2 separate regions of the Gossypium hirsutum genome follow, and region 1 is linked to region 2. The links are chromatin contacts, called in public Hi-C maps. All regions are on one chromosome and are shown on one strand. Each heading gives the region's core, a stretch centred on a gene start, on an enhancer-like site or on the middle of the called end of the contact. The rest is flanking DNA. Distances are from core to core; before and after follow the strand shown. Region 1 holds the start of LOC107906392. Region 2 holds the start of LOC107958474 (myb family transcription factor PHL6).

The links. Hi-C and Micro-C count contacts between places; a contact is called where the count stands out from the background.
Region 1: a contact with region 2 is called in a Hi-C map of leaf, with 2.5 times the contacts expected there. The contact joins the promoter of LOC107906392 here to the promoter of LOC107958474 in region 2. A contact is called at or near these places in 10 of 34 Hi-C or Micro-C datasets (callus, hypocotyl and leaf).

The regions. Positions count from the first base shown.
Region 1 is chrA05:11,261,111-11,263,988 of Gossypium_hirsutum_v2.1, reverse strand. LOC107906392 reads right to left here and starts at 1,502. Exons shown (of 3, transcript XR_005927063.1): 1 at 978-1,502; 2 at 154-450.
Region 2 is chrA05:11,100,243-11,103,071 of Gossypium_hirsutum_v2.1, reverse strand. It overlaps LOC107958474 (myb family transcription factor PHL6), which reads right to left and starts at 1,578. Exons shown (of 8, transcript XM_016894251.2): 1 at 1,252-1,578; 2 at 1-538. The coding sequence starts at 175.

The sequences.
Region 1 (2,878 bases), core at 253-2,752, 160 kb before region 2:
CATGATATCCCATCATCATCAGATTTCCTATAAATTCATGGGTTAGGTTACGTTTTATGAATTTGACCATCATTACCTAAGATGCAAAGCAAAAGAAAGAACATCCAAGACGGCAGTAAAGAAACTATAGAAAATGCTTGCTTCTCACATAACTTTATCTTCTTTACATGGATTGATTTTCCATTATTCAATTAGAGATTCGACTGTGTATGCTCTCTAAACTTAATTTCCTGGAAGCAAAATGTAGACAAAACGAGTATGTTAGACTTTCCTATATAATCTTCAAAGCCTGGATAATGGTTTGATTAAAGCAAACAGAGAAGACGCCGGTGACACAAACGTGGACTTCCCGCTAAGTTGATGCTCATCTTGCCTTGCCTCTTCTCCTTCTTGTTGTTCCCCTTCGCTTTCGTGTTCTTCGTTAGCTTCCTTCTCGGCATCATCCACCATCTGCTCAAATCACCAATGATGATGCCAATTACAAGTTAAGGCTAAAAAATTACCAGTCTTGTAGTTCCAAGCCATCATAAAGGAGAAGAAAGAGTAAAGAAGAACTAAAAATACATGTATCATAAAGGACTGACAACATAACTTACAGGCTCAAAGTTCATGTGCTAAAACAGGTCCAGTAGAGTAGGCAGTTCGATTATTGGTTACACAGTTTAGGAGCTTATATTGCTTGAGGAAGCAACACTGCACTTTACTAGGATAAAAATAGCTAAACAGCATTTCTGGTCTCAACAACAAATAAAGCTATGTTATAATTTTCTGTATGCAGGATGTTCAAAAGAATCTGATTTTTCTAACAAGTAGATAAAAGCTGGCTACTAAGAAATGAGAAAGTCCCTTCCGTTGAACAAGATTAATCATACATGTGAAGCTAGAGCTTATTATATGTAACTCAAGTCTCACCCTTTGAACACCACAGTCCTACCAGTAATCAAGAAGGGTGTAGAGAGGAAGAGAAAGAAACCTACCTTTCTAGTAATGGCAGGGGAAAGTGAAGGAAGAATATCAACAAGATGAGTCTTGATACGGTGCAAAGCATCCTTGGTAAGACCCTGAGCAGCAACCGTAACATCCCTCACCACACTCTCCAAGAAATGCCTAGCATTCTCCAAAGCATCGGCAGGGACTGCAGCAGCAGCCAGTTTCTCCAACACCCTTTCCTTCATCACCCCAAGGTTTCTCTTTATATCAGCCGCCAATGCCGCCCCCTTCATCATCATCACCCTCTCCTTGAATGAATATTTTTTTTTTGAATAGTAGTGTGTTAACTTATGGTTTCTGGTTGTTGCCTAACCTTGGGTTTAGATTGATCCTGATTGCATGGTGCGGAGAATACAAACCTCCCTTGCCCCACCTTGTTGGCAACATCACTAGTTTTTGGCGGTAAGTGGGTGAATGAGGTTCTAGTGGTAGCAAAGGGTCTATGGCTATGGAACTCTATCTATAAACCATCTAATATGTTGTTTGGCTTCATTTGGTTTGGTTTGGTTTTGATAATGATTTGTTTGTTGAGTTGTGTTCCTAATAAAGAGTGAAGAATCAAAATGAAGGCGTGGTCTTCGGAAGATCGGAGCAAGTAGCTTGGCTCCTCCACCATTAGTTTTTAGTGTCGTTATTCAGAGCATTATATGTATACGTGTCTATGACTCTTTATATGTCTTTGGACTTCATAGATAACACCAACAATTATCATTCAAACTTATAACTTTCCACAAATGAAAATCTCAACAAGGTTGGATGAACAAACGTTAATTTGGGCTTTAAAATAAAACAAGAGAGAGTTCAGTGAGCCCAAAAGAAACAAATGAGCCCATAATTTCCAAAACCATTGGTTTTGTTGGGTTTTAACTACCTGACATAACAACCTGCAAGGAAAAGTAGAATTGAGCATTAGATCGAGTTGATTCGAATTGGGTAAAAAAATTTCGAGTAAGTCGAGTTAATGAATACTATTTTAGCAACCGAACTCAATTTGAATTTTTTTTGAATCGAGTCAAGTCAAGTTGAGTTAACGAATCTTATTATTTATACTCAATGTTGTATTTACATGGACTGATTATTTAACTAATAGATGAAGTAAAAGATTATTCAACTACATAAGTAAGGTTAATAGGTAAACATTTATCAAAACGACGTAATTTTGCCTTTTAACTTGATGGTTTTGACTTTTAATTTTAGAAAAGGTAAACATTTATCAAAATGACGTAGTTTTGCCTTTTCTTATTTGAATTTTCAGATAACTTAGAATATTGTAATTCATATATGAGTTAAAGCAAAAAAATTGAATTTTTTTATTCGAGTTGATTCAAATAACTACTAAAAATATTTATATATATTAAATATAATACATCAAAACTACTAAAAATATTAAAATAAATGTTTCCCAACAAATTGAAAATAAATTAAAAATATATATATGTATACTTAAATAACACTAAGATAGATAGGTGCAACTTAACAAGCAAATACCTCTAAAATAATAACCAAATTAACAATAAAACAAGAGTTATACAATATCCAAACAATAACAACAAAATAGCAGTAATATAATAGTGAAATAGTAGAAAATAGTGAAAAAAAACAAGAAGAAGAAAATAGCAACAAAATAGTAGTAAACAACAAGAAAACAATATAAAAAATAGCAATTCTTTTTTTGCATATTTGGGCCAATACGGGTCGGGTTCGGGAAAAAACCTTACTTGAGGCTAGACTCATTTTCTAAACAGATCTTCTTTACCTAAACCTATTTTTCGAATTCATATTTTTATCCAAATCTTTTTATATTTCGGAAGAACTTTGGACCCGGCCATGAGCAGGGGAACTTTCCGGTAAGTAGCTTAATTGACTTTTTCCATTTGCGTTGTTGGCA
Region 2 (2,829 bases), core at 329-2,828:
GAGATGAACATTCACCGGTCAACCAAGATGGACCTTCTAAGTCCCTACTTGGAAAATTATGAATTGGGGATACTGCATTGGGATATGATTCTCCAATTCCCTTGCTAGGACCGCTCTGTGTAACAGATACAAAGCTAGGGTGATTTATGGTCTTGGATGATATCCCAACCTTCATCTTGTTCCTTAATGGACAGATACCAAAATATTGTAGAAATGTAGAAGTCAACAATGAGAATCAGAGATCTTCGATGGCAGTTCAGTGATTGAACCTCAAGGCTATTTCAAGATTAAGCTTATAGCTAAGTTGAATATATGTCCACCAGAACAGTCAGATACAGTGCATGTCTATGAAATTGAAAGGACTGCACTCTGTTATCACCAAAGTTACATTCTTCAGATAGTCAAATCTTCAAACCTGAATCTGTTGCGCTGATCAATTTAAAGTGGAAAGAAATAAGTATCAAATCAACCCACCGACGTTGAGATCAAAGTACATCATCATTTTAAGACAATGAACAATGTCTTCCCAGAAAAGAACCTGTAAAACAGAACAAAAGTTAAGCAATCAGCATAACAGCCACAAGGAAAGTAAAACATTTGCTGTCTAATATCAATTGAACTCCCTTCGATAAATGCTAATTAAAGTAAGAAAAAATAGGCGGCCTGTGAGTTCACTTACATCTCTGGTTACAAATTACCATAGTTCACTTACATCTCTGGTTACAAATTACCATACTTTCATGAAGTGGATGAAAAAGGTTAAACGACCATATAAGCCCCTTAAGGAATATGAACCTTCTGTTTCAAACCCCAGATTTCAGTAAAAGGTTCTTGTGGTCAATTTTCAAGAAAACCTTGCTTAGACGGTTGTTTGAATGCTTAAACACAACTAGACCATCAAGACAAATAAAAATAGCCGGTAGGCTATAATTGTACAAGCAATTCCCTGTGCATAATCAGCGACCAGTCGCGATGTAACACTAAACCACAAAGCTGGTAACAGAAAAGAGTAAAAGATAACATTGAACAATGCTTATAAAACAAAAGGTAGACTTATAAACCACACACCACCTTTTGGTAAGCCATTGAAATCCCAGATACCAAAGAAAACCCACCCAGAATCAGAGCCAAGGAAATTCTCCCCCCCCCCCAAAAAAAAAAACCCAGAAATACCAAGTCACTGAGATTCAGAACCAACATATAGAAAGTATTAAAAAAATGGGTAGAAGAAGATGGACAAGAAAGACATACCAAAACTTATTTAGATTGTTTTACTTTGAGTAGAGTTTCGGATGTAATTTGCTAAACCTTCATTTCTCCCTCCGCAAACGTTCCATTGCAACAATAATAAGGGATAGCCAGAGTGAAATAGTGACTTAGAACGTCGTATAATTAAAGATAAAGTAGTAGGCCATCCCTTTACCTTTAAATTAATATTAATCAATGAAACAATACTAATCATTTCTCAAGTTTAGCATTGCCATTATCAGTCATTGGTTTTATCTAGCAAGTTGCCAAGTTATTTTAATATCAAACAGTGGTTTGTTTCATCTGGTTTGGCCTATGGAGGCAATGTCCATTAGCAAAGGAACTGCTATGATATATATATTGCTATAACCTTGGATAGCGAGCTTTGCAAACCTCAAACAACACTCATAAAAAAAACTTCACATGTCTTTTAATTAAACCAACGATATCGTGAACTCACAATTAGTTAATGATCGGTGATTGGTTAACATATCACAACTTAATAAATTTTATAATTATAAATTTTTGCTGAGACCATATGAAGATTTAAAATAATTGATTACTAGTCATCCTAACATATATATATATAAATATATCTCAAAATATCACATCCCCTATTAAAAAAAATCATGCAAACAACTCAAATAAATTTATTCTCTAAGACTTCTCACATTAAACTTCTGAACTATCTTCATAATACCAAAAAGTCCTTCCTACCTTCAAACTCCCTCTTTTTTCATCAAACCAACATCTTATTCCGTTGTTACCTCACTAGTCAATAAATAAATATACCTACTAAGAATCTAGGCGCATGATTCAATCTGCAATTCTTGTTGTATATCCTTGTAAGTACCAGACAAACAGAATACTAGTGCTCAAATAAATTACTCATTGCCAAAACGATTGAACAAATATGGGGCCCTCAAGTGTGGGCCCTTTGAATGATGTCAGGGTTGCTTGAAACAGGTTGGGAAACAAAGTGGAGATGATTACTAAAAATATATGGTGAGAAAGACTAAAAAAGGATTGTGACACATCCTCTTAATCACCACAAAAATAGATTAAAGATTGTGACATGCTAATTCTAGTGGTGGTGGTGGTTGATTCCTGTTCTACCCATTCATTGGCTAAACAACCAATCTTTTTATTCTCCTTTGCCTATTGGGATTGGGATTGGGATTGTCTCCTTTTGCCCTCTCTTAAACCATAATGCATCTCATATATATACATTGTTTTCTCTTTCTTAAAATCCTAGTGATTATTCATTATTGGTAGTAGTATTTAAACGATTAATTGAATTGAATTAATATTAATTAAATTAATTAAATTTTTTAATCATTTAATTTTTAATTAAATTAAAATATTTTAATTAATTCGGTCTATTAATCTTACATCTTTGGAAAATAAATTGAATTATATTTTTGAACTTTTACTATATATTGTCCTTTTTTCCTCAATAAAGTCAAACATCTAATTTTACTTGCATTTAAGTTCTTGATTTAGTTGGTAGAGAATTATCAAAAAGCCCTTCTATATACAAAGGAAGTTATGTATACTTATATTGAAGTATCTCATTAAGTT